2 separate regions of the Sus scrofa genome follow, and region 1 is linked to region 2. A link is a contact called in public HiChIP or PLAC-seq data. All regions are on one chromosome and are shown on one strand. Each heading gives the region's core, a stretch centred on a gene start, on an enhancer-like site or on the middle of the called end of the contact. The rest is flanking DNA. Distances are from core to core; before and after follow the strand shown. Region 1 holds the start of CIB1 (calcium and integrin-binding protein 1). Region 2 holds the start of SEMA4B (semaphorin-4B).

The links. HiChIP or PLAC-seq counts read pairs in DNA pulled down with a chosen protein or histone mark.
Region 1: a contact with region 2 is called in an H3K27ac HiChIP or PLAC-seq map of skeletal muscle. The contact joins the promoter of CIB1 here to the promoter of SEMA4B in region 2. A contact is called at or near these places in 2 of 5 promoter capture datasets (fetal liver and liver), 4 of 47 Hi-C or Micro-C datasets (embryonic fibroblasts, heart right ventricle and liver) and 2 of 2 datasets of contacts at active chromatin or transcription factors (alveolar macrophages and skeletal muscle).

Annotation. Positions count from the first base shown.
Region 1 is chr7:55,796,959-55,802,533 of Sscrofa11.1, forward strand. It overlaps CIB1 (calcium and integrin-binding protein 1), which reads right to left and starts at 1,708. Exons shown (of 7, transcript XM_021098979.1): 1 at 1,374-1,708; 2 at 1,202-1,236; 3 at 1-106. The coding sequence starts at 1,424. It overlaps GDPGP1 (GDP-D-glucose phosphorylase 1), which reads left to right and starts at 1,734. Exons shown (of 2, transcript XM_003482236.4): 1 at 1,734-1,861.
Region 2 is chr7:55,750,600-55,755,997 of Sscrofa11.1, forward strand. SEMA4B (semaphorin-4B) reads left to right here and starts at 2,255. Exons shown (of 15, transcript XM_021098977.1): 1 at 2,255-2,680.

The DNA of each region.
Region 1 (5,575 bases), core at 458-2,957, 46 kb after region 2:
GAGCTCTGGAAGGCTGAGGATCTGCTCCAAGGACACTCGCACCTGCAGGGACTCCTCCACACCTCGGTGCTCCTGGGGAAGCAGCTCACAAAACCTCCTGTGGGCTCTGGCAGGAGGGGAAGCCGTTGGGGTGTCTTCCTGTTTGTGTTATATCCCCACTCCTTGCTTTGCTGCCCATTATCAACCAGGTGAGGAGCTGAGCCCCATACATATAACCTCTGAGTCTCAGGCATGATAAGCCTAAAGGAGATACATCACAAGACAGCAAAGGCTGGGAGTCCATTCTTGCAGTGGGTTTTTAACTGAGGGCCTGCTGTCTCCCAGGCACTGTGCTGGGCCCTGTTTCTAGGCTTCCTGAGGGATGGAGAGGTCAGGGAAGGAGCTAGAAGTTGGCCCTGAAGAACAAGGGAAAAAAGCTAAAGTGAAATCCCATGCTCATCTCATTTCAGGAATCTCCTGCAGCTCCTCAAAGCAGCTATCCTGAGCTATCGCCTCCTTAGGCCCCACCTCATTCCCACTGGGATTATTTTTGCGGAGAAAAACCAGGAAGCTCCTCACTCAAGTGCCCAGGTCACATAACGGTGCTCCCCCCACCCCCCGCTTGGTAGGGGGCGTCTAGCCCCAGGTCAAACCCTCTTACTAAGTGTAGCCTTAGGTGAGTTCCCCAAATTCTCTGAACCTGTTTCACTATCCCCATACCTCCCTCGTGAGGGTTACATTAGGTAACGTAGGCACCCTGTTAACACAGGCTGGTGCATGGTAAGTGCGTTAACGGTTACTGTATTATTGAGGTAAAGGAGCCAGGCTCCCCAAAGCCTCCCTGGCTTTGTCAGTAGGCAAAGCAACCCTGAACTACAGCCCCTGCCGAACTGTGGCAGGAAATGCGCTTATGCAGAAGCCCGTGGAGCGCGGGGTCAAAGAGCGCCCAACTTTGGCTGGAGGCTGCGAGGTGGTTCCGCGGTGCACCGCTGGGTCAGCCGGGGCAGGCAGGGAGGGCGTGCCAGGAAGAGGGCACAGACTAGGGCCCAGGGCCGAGTTTCCAGTTCCGGCTCAGATGTTGACCTCAGGCAGGCCCCAGTCCCCCTATCCCCTATGGCGGGGCCTTAGTTTGCGCATCTCTAAAACAGAAGCCCCACGCCCACCCGAGCCCCCGAAGCCGCCTCTAGAGGATCGCAGAAGTGAGTTTCGAGACAGCACTTACAGGAGAATCTCCTGCTTGGTCAGGAACGTCAAGTCCTGAAAGGCGAAACAAGAAACGGGGTCAGCGGGCCGCCTAGAGGCCAGAGGCCGCGTCCGATCTGCCGCCGCTCGAGGACCCGCCTCTCGAACACCGAGCCTCGCGCAAACTTCCTGGGGACCCGCGTCTTGCGCACCTGGTACTCAGCCAGCAGCTCCTTGGACAGGCGACTGCCCGAGCCCCCCATCGCCGCGCTGCGCGCAGACCTCCGCGAACTCTTCTCCGGACCCCGGCAACTTTCTCACTTCCGCCCTCCCGCAGCGTCACCGTCCGGTCCCCGCGGCAACCGCTCCAGGGGCCTCCGCCCCCGGGCCCGCCCCCACCTCGAAGCTCCCAGGCGCTCCCAGCCGCGTTCAGCCTACTGGCTCCCGGCTCCAGGCGGTTCCTGGCGAGCTGGAGGCGGGGCCCGGGGCGGGGCCGGACGCTCCGGGGCGGAGCCCAGGCCGCACGGCCCCGCCGGCGGGATGGGCGGGGCGGGCCGGGCCGCGCCGCGCCGCGCGCCTGCGTGCCGGATGCGCATGCGTTAAGGACGCCACGCCCTCGCTATGCTTTTGGCGGAAGTCGCGTGGTGCAACCACCTCACCTGCAGCGGGTGGCAGCGGTGGCGGCCTTGGACGGAGTCAGGTAAGGGGCATCAGGCATGTGTCTAGAACCAGGGTGACCGAGAAACGTCGTGACTCGCTGAGTGGTCCGAGGCGTTCGGCAGCCCCTTTTCCCAGCGAGGGCTTTTTTTTTTTTAATTTCTCAAATGAATTTATCACATCTGTAGTTGTATAATAATCATAACAATCCAGTTTCACAGGATTTTCATCCCATAACCCAAGCACATCCCCCCACCCCCCAAACTGTCTCCTCCGGAGACCATAAGTTTTTCTGTGTCTGTGAGTCAGCATCTGTTCTGCAAAGAAGTTCAGTCTGTTCTTTTTGCAGATTCCACATGTCAGTGAAAGCATTTGATGTTGGTGTCTCATTGTATGGCTGACTTCACTTAGCCTGATAATTTCTAGGTCCATCCATGTTGCTAAAAATGCCGGTATTTCGTTCCTTTTAATGGCTGAGTAATATTCCATTGTGTATATGTACCACCTTTTCTTGATCCACTCCTCTGTCAATGGACATTTAGGTTGTTTCCATGTCTTGGCTATTGCAAATAGTGCTGCAGTGAAGGTGAGCATCGGAGTACATGTGTCTTTTCGAGTCGTGGTTTTCTCTGGATAGATGCCCAGGAGTGGGATTGCTGGATCAAATGGTAGTTCTATGTTTAGTTTTCTGAGGCATCTCCATACTGTTTTTCACAGTGGCTGTACCAATTTACATTCCCACCAACAGTGTAATAGGTTTCTTTTTCTCCACACCCTCTCCAGCACTTATTGTTTGTAGACTTTTTGATGATGGCCCTTCTGACTGGTGTAAGGTGGTACCTCATCGTGGTTTTGATTTGCATTTCTCTAATAATGAGTGATGTTGAATATCTTTTCGGTGTGTTTCTCAGCCATCTGTATGTCTTTGGAGAACTGTCTGTTTAGATCTTCTTCTGCCCATTTTTGGATGGGGTTGTTTGTTTTTTTTGGTATAGAGCTGCAGAAGGTGCCAGGGAGGGCTTTTGCACTCAGATGTTATCACTGAGCACCTGCTGTACGTGTTGCAGTCTCGTGCCATCTCTCCAGAAATAGCCATAATCTTGCTGTCTACTGAGGCTGTTTACTGAGGGCCCAGTGAATGCCGAGTACCGTGTATAGTTAGCTTCGATTCTTAAAACAGTTCTTCAAGGTAAGTTCCCATTTTACAGGTGTGGAAATCCTGAGGCCCAGAGGGGTTCGGTGACTTGTCTAGACTCGGGCCTTTAGAAAGTGGTTGCTTCAGTCCGAGGCTCTTTTCAAGCCTCCCCACTGATGTGTTCCTCACTCCAGCCTACATGCCGTCCTCTGACCCCACCCTGCATTCAAAACTGCGTGCTCAGAGGAGGTATGGACTGAAGCTGATTTGTTGCTCTTGTCCCCTCTCAATCCCCAGGACAGTACTTGACAGTTAATAGGTGCTCAGTATTTATTGAATATATGCATGAATAAATGAACCTATACTGTTCCAAAAGGTGAGGAATGACAAACTACGGAGTGGAGGAGATGGAGGTGAAGTTAATTCTTTTTTCTTTTTTAGGGCCACACCTGTGGAATATGGAAGTTCCCAGGCTAGAGGTTGAATCGGAGCTGCAGCTGCCTGCCTACACCACAGCCATAGCAATACTGGATCTGAGCTGTACCTGCGACCTACACCATATCTCACAGCAGTGCTGGATCCTTAACCCACTGAGCAAGGCCAGGGATCAACCTGCATCCTTATGGACACTTATGTCAGGTTCTTAAACCCACTGAGCCACACCGGCAACTCCCGAGATTGATTCTTTTTAAATGTTGTTTTCAGCTCTAATAAGGTATCATTGACAAATAACATTCTTGATTCTTTGAGTTCATTCCAGTTGCTCATCTTTGTAAAGTCGAAATGTGAGCATGTCAGTCTCAGTTCAAAACCATTAAGAGGTTAAATACCCAAATCCTAGCTCCTCTGTAATCTGACTTCAGCCATTCTCTCTCTCTGCCATCTCCTCAAGCTTTCTGGGTTTCCACATTATGGGCTCTCAGTTCCTCTTCCATCCTATCCTCAGGGAATTCTCTCCTGATTCCCTAGACTAGATTAAGAATCCGTCTTACACTCTCAGAGGACCCAGTGCGCCTCCTTGACAGCATGTATCATGTTTGCAGTCTCTATTTACTTGGGTGATGCTTGGGTTAATGTCTGTTTCCCCTGCTAAACTGTAAGCCCCATGATGATTGATGGGAATCATTCTCTCTAGGACCTGATAAGTGGCAGTTGTAAAGTAAATGCTGGCTGGGTGGCTGAAATTTTCCCGGCCCTCAAAAATTAGGTGATCATCAAAGAGTGACTTAGTAAAAGACTCACTATGTCTACCTGTGAGTCCCAGCACTGTGGGAATATTCCATTCCAGAACGTGGAGGCTGCAGAGCACTGGGAACACCAAAACCAGTCAAAAGGACTGGCATGTAGTCTCTTGACAGTAGGCTCCTTCTGTCAAGAGGGCTTGGTCTTCAGACAGTAAAAGGCAAAGAGCAGGGTTCCTGTTGTGACTCAGCGGGTTAAGAACCCTACGTCCATGAGGATTCAGGTTCAATTCCTGGCCTCTCTCGGTGGGTTAGGGATCCAGCATTGCTGTCGCAGCCGAGCGCCACAGCATGTGGCTCAGAGCCATCATTGCTGTGGCTGTGGCATAGGCCGGCAGCTACAGGTCCAGTTCAAGCCCTAGCCAGGGACCTTCCATATGCCCAAGATGCTGCCTTTAAAATAAATAAATAAATAAATAAATAAATAAGATAAAAGACAAAGAGCAAGAGGCTGTCACAGTATCTTCTGTGCTAGACTGAGGAGAGGGAGGGAGTGCCAGACAGTAAAGGAAAATCCCTGCTTCATGGTGAGACTGTATCTCTTCATGGTGAAGATCTGGGAATTGGCTCTGGGCCATGGTGACCAGCTGTGGTCTAGATTGCCCAGCCAGGGAGTTCCTGTTGTGTCTCAGCAGGAATGAATCTGGCTAGTATCCCTGAGGATGCAGGTTCGATTCCTGCCCTCTCTCAGTGGGTTGGGGATCTGGTGTTGCTGTGAGCGGTGGTGTAGGTCACAAACGTGGCTCGGATCGGGCATTGCTGTGGCTGTGGTTTCGGCCGGCAGCTGTAGCTCTGATTCGACCCTTAGACTGGGAACTTCCATATGCTGAGGGTGTGGCCCTAAAAAGAAAAAAAAAAAAAATTAGATTGCCCAGCCCTCTCACTTGACTCTGAACCCTGCTTCATGGAGTAACCTTTAGATTATGGTTTTGCTTCCTGGTAGATTTTTGTGATGGGGGAAGGACTATACCATCCAGCCACTAAGAACATTTTTGTGTTATTTGATGTGTTTCTCATTATAAATTATTAAATAGGCACTCTGGGGAGTTCTCCTGTGGCTCACCAGGTTAAGGATTTGGCATTGTCACTGCAGCAGCTTGGCTCACTGCTGTGGCCCAGGAACTTCCCCATGCCACAGGTGCAGCCAACAAAGAAAAAAAATATATGCATTCTGAGTCATCCAGCAGTCCCTGCTGAGCGTGGTTAGGAAATTGTTATTCCTCTGCCCAATTAACCTTTGATACAGTGGAAACTGAGTGGCTGATTTAAAAACAGCTCCTAGTGAAAATTCTCGTTTTGGTGCCATTGGGTTAAGACCCCAGATGGTATACGTGAGGCCTTGCTCAGTGGATTAAAGATCTGCCATCGCCACCAGTTGTGG
Region 2 (5,398 bases), core at 1,005-3,504:
ACACCTTAAACTGGTGGGAGGAGGGGTGGGCAGAGGAGTGGAAAGATAAAAAGAAATGAAGAGCCACATTAATCAAGCGACCCTGTGCAGACTGAGGGTGATAATGTGCTGTGAACTGAGAAGGTGATTAACTCAAGCCTTTGGGCACCTGAGGTCTCACAGCCAGGAAGGGGGGCAGGGTTGGGGAGGGGGATCAATAACTTTAAAGATAAGGCCTTTTTCAGCACATTACAGATGTTTCCCTTGAAAAGGCCAGAAGAAGGTTGGAGGAGAAGCAGAAAAAGAGGGTGGGCAGAAGAGGCAGTAAAGGGGGAGGCAGAAGGCAGAAAAGAGGATGGAGAAAGAGAAGGGAGGGAGGGATGTGGACGTGGACAGCATTCTTTTTTTCCGGGGGCTCTGGGCTGGACTGGTCTGGGTCAAGGTTGCCTTAAACCCTCTGGAACTCTGAGGCCCCACAGGGAAGGCCCAGATTCCAAGAGCAGGAGCTCCTCTGAACCGTCCAGGCTCAGCAGGATACAACGTGCCCCGTGTGCAGGAAACTTGGCAGTGCTGATTTTTGCATATCCTCCTGGGTCGCTTCCCCCTCCCCCCAACAGCATGTGGAAGGCAGAGCTAATGAAGCAGATGAACTATTTTTAAAGCACAAGCCAAGTGCACCATCTTCACTATAAACACAGCTACTACTAATTGGGGACTGAGTAGGAAGGAAGAATACAAGGGACGAAAGGAAATGATTGAGGAAGTATGTATCAGGAGGCTGGTCTGGACATGACTTAAGGAAATGAACAGTTAGAAACAAGTTAAAGGTCCATAGTAGAGACTGGGTTAAAAATGAATGCTACATTCATATGATAGAATACATTAAAAATGAAAATATGTGATTTTTTAATGTTACAGAAAAATATTTGTGATATATTGCTGTCCTAGGGAAAAGTTATAAAAGGGTATGTACTGAATAATCTTTTTTTTTTTTTTTTTTGTCTTTTTGCCATTTCTTGGGCCATTCCCACGGCATATGGAGATTCCCAGGCTAGGGGTCCAATTGGAGCTGTAGCCGCTGGCCTACACCAGAGCCACAGCAACATGGGATCCGAGCTGGGTCTGCGATCTACACCACAGCTCACGGCAACACCGGATCCTTAACCCACTGAGCAAGGCCAGGGATTAAACCTGTAACCTCATGGTTCCTAGTCAGATTTGTTAACCACTGAGCCACGACAGGAACTCTAGTGAATAATCCTTTTTCTAAAAAAATGTGAATGTATTACTATGCACGGAAAAGAGACGTGAGTATATTCACCAAAATATTAGTATCCGTAGACTTAAGATTTGTGCACTTAAGTTGTGTCTTAAAGAAAAGTTTTAGAAAATATTAACGCTGAATGTCTCTGGGTAGGGTGATGGTTTCATTGTGTTTTTCTGTTTTCAAACTTTATTGTAGTAAATATGTTCACTTGTGTAGACATGACAAAATAACCACTGTGTTCTATGTGTGGGAGAGCACTCTTTGCAGCATCTGGCAGTCCCTTACCCGCCTCCGCTTAGAGAAGAGGCAGCAGAGGAACAGCTGGCACTTAAGCCTCCTCGCCTGGCCTGGGAAGAGGCTGGCACTCTGCCTCTTGTTTCCCCAGCCCCTTGACCAGCCAGCTCTGGCCAGCTCAGCCACTTACACGCCCAGAACCGGTCCTTTTAGGAACCATCCTGAGAGCCGCTGTTGCTTTACTGGAAGATGGGAGAGACCATAAGGCAAGGGCTGAAGAGGGACAAGCCAAGGTCACTTGATAAATGCTAGATATTTATAACCATATCTCTCAACCCTCCCGGCAGATCCCATTTCCTTTCACTCCCACAACGCAGCCCATGGCAGGTTAAGGGAGGCGGTGAGCAGCATTTACCACGGGCGGAGACGTGGGTGGTTTCCCGGCGGGTGGCTCAGCAGCTCCGCTCTCGCTTGGCTCTTGCTGTCAACAGTGCTGCCATTACTGAGAGCCGATCTTGTGCCAGGTGTGTGCCTACAAAATTGCATTTCTCACCACAAAGCTGTGAGGTCCCTATTGTTCTGAGACTTCCCAGAAGAGGCTCAGAGAGGTTTAGGAACTCACCCTAAGTAACACAGCCAATTGGGCAGTAGTAGATTGGTGTCAGTAAATTGGCTTTACTATGCATGCGCAGGCAAACGGACCCATTTGTTTCAATGAGAATCTAGGATAGCAGCCCTGGCCCGCGGGATTCCAGCTAGTGCGATTGCCCCCTGCGGGGCCCAGGGCAGGTCAGGCCGAGCCTCCGAAGGTCAGGGAGGAGACAGCGCTGTGGGCTCAACAGCCCGCTGGGGCCGCCGAGCTGTCGCCACTGGGACTGGGACTAGTAGCGAGTCTAGAGCCGCCATCAACGCCCAGGGGCAGAGGCGGGGAACGGCTGGGCAGCGGGCGAGCCTGGGAGGGTTTCTCTGGACATTGCCCATAAACGCAGGCGGGGCGGGGCTTGGTCGCAAGCCTCGCATATCCGGGGACGACGTCCTGGACTGAGGGTGTTCGCGGGGACACCCTGGTCACCAGCGAGTGCGTCGGCCCAGCCTGGAAGCAGGAACGAGTCTAGGCACAATCTGGGAAGAAGGACTGGTCGCGCCACCGTGCAGAAGTGGCCCTGTCGTGGGCAGTGGTCGCGCGCGCGCCTGACTAAGGTAGGCGCAGGGGACAGGGCGGGCGGGCGAGAGCCGCGGCCCCGCGAGGTAGAGGGGGCGGGGCTCTGAGGCAGCCGCTGCCCCCGCCCCCCACCTCTGCTGGGCCCCTCTCCCAAGAGGGCGCCACCTGCACGCTCTGATGGGCACTGGCCCCTGCCACTGGGGGAGCTTGTTGCCATGGCAGCGCAGGAGGCTGGGCCCACGTTCCCATGGCCACCCGGGGCCTCTGTGCCAAACCTGCAACTGAGAGGCAATAATCTGGGCCCCGGAGGAAGATCATTTGGAATTTGGGAAAGGCCTGGGCCCCTCCGCAGAATGGTTGTGGAAATGACCTTTGAGTTAGGTTCTTTGTTATGGCTTCTACTCTCTGAGTGACAAAGTGGATGTAGGGGTAAGGGGGGAAAGGAAGTTGGGGTCCTGGAAATAAAGCTTCTCTAGTGGCCTCTCTGGAGACTATCTGGTCTGGCAAAAAGATGCAGGGTAAGGTCATCAACTTCTCCTCATATTTCCTCAATTGTTTTTGTTTATTTGGGTTTTTTTGTTTGGGTTTTTTTGGTTTTTCTTTTTTTCTTTTTTTTTGCTTTTTAGGGCTGCACCTGCCAGATGTGGAAGTTCCTAGGCTTGGTGTGGAATGGGAGCTGCAGCTGCGGCCTAAGCCACAGCCGTAGGAACTCGGGATCCAAGACATTGGCTGTGACCTACACCATGGCTCACTGAGCAAGGCCAGGGATTGAACCCACATCCTCATGGATACTAGTCAGTATCCAGCCACAGCAGGAACTCCACATTTCCTCACTTGTAATGTGAGTACGTCATTTGGCTTATGAATCACAGGTTTCATGTAAGGGTCGAATGCCATAAGGACAGGGAAATGCACAATTAAACAAATTTTTTTTCCGTAGATACTCTAGCACTTTAGAAATCCACTGGGTCCCACTCCCTCATGTTCATAAGAGAAATGATCCAGACAAGTGAAATTACTTCCCAAGTTGACAATCAGTTGGGAAGGTCAGGATTTGAACCCAGTCTCCTGACTTCCAGGCCGTGACTTTTCCTTTGGTGATTATTCTTATGGAAGCTCACTGAAATCTGGGATATGTCTCCTTGCAACCAGGGCTCAGACTTCTGGTCCCAGGTGATCAAATGATGGAGACATTGGCAGCAGGTAAACTAAAGCTGCAGCCTTGGGGAGAACTGAAAGAGCTTCTTTTCCTCGTGCGTGGGTCCTGTGCCTTGGGGCTCTTGCTTTAATGTAGTATCTGACAGGATTGCCCTAAATAAATTCCCAGGAGCCAAGCATTCAGCAGCTCTCCAAAATACCATCTCTTCTGAAGCCAACAAGTCTGCTGAGACTGTGTGAGTGAGAAATCCTTTGACTGCCCTAAAGCAGGGAGGTGGGACTCCCCACATCAATGAGGTGCTTTCCTTTGAAAAGGTTAAGAGGAAGGTGGAGAAGGATATCCAGGAAGGAACACTTGAATGAATCATTTGGAAATGATTTGAGACACTCAACTAGAGCAGAAAACTCATTTATTCATTTAGTAAACATTTACTGGGTGCCTACTCTTTCCAAGCTTCGCACTGAGGCTAGAGATTAAAAACCTGAGTTAGGGTGTTCCCATTATGGCGCAGCAGAAACAAATTCAACTAGTATCCATGCGGTTGTGGGTTCGATCCCTGGCCTTGCTCAGTGGGTTAAGGATCCTGCCTTGTGTGAGCTGTGGTATAGGTTGCATATACAGCTCAGATCCCAAGTTCCTGCGGTTGTGGCTTAAGCCAGCAGCTACAGCTCCATTTCACCCCCTCGCCTGGGAACTTCCATATGCTGTGGGTATGGCCCTAAAAAGCAAAAACAAACAGACAAACAAAAAAACCTAAGTTAGGCAGGCCTGGCCCCTGTACTCAGGGAGCTCTCAGAAGAAATGGAGAGAAAGGGATGTGATGTGTATTTCACTGCAGCATCACAAGTGCCATAATGGAAATCTGGGCAGAGTGCTCAGAGGAGCAACCCCAGAAATCAATTGACAACAGCACGATTCAAGCCTGCAAAGCCAGGAGCACTTCTGGAGCTCCGCCAGGTTGGCCCTGGCCACTACCTTTGTTGGAGACAAAGGAATAAGTGAGTGAAAGTGTCTAAAGAAATGTGGATGAGGATAGATGCTATCTGGAAAGAAGAGTGGAAGGGATCCTAATGAACTGGAAGCTCTGTGAAGACAGAACCATGTCAGTTTCCTTCGACTTCAGTAATGCTTAGAAGGCATCAGGGGAGTTCCTGTCTGGCTCAATGGAAACAAATCCGACTAGGATCCATGAGGATGCAGGTTCAATCCTTGGCCTCACTCAGTGGGTTAAGGATCTGATGTTGCTGTGAGCTGTGCTGTAGGTCGCAGATGCGGCACCAATCCTGCATTGCTGTGGCTGTGGTGTAGGCTGGCAGCTGTGGTTTCAATTCGACCCCTAGCCTGGGAACTTCCATATGCTGCAGGTGCAGCTCTAAAAAAAAATGAAAAAAGAAAAAAAGGTAGCAGGTGTTTGAAAGAAGGAAGGGAAGAAGGGAGAAAGAGAGGAAAGAACAGCTTTTTTTTTTTTTTTTTTTTTTTGGTCTTTTGTCTTTTTAGGGCCGCACCCGAGGCACATGGAGGATCCCAGGCTAGGGGTTGAATTGGAGCTACAGCTGCTGGCCTACACCACAGCAACACAGGATCCGAGCTATCTCTG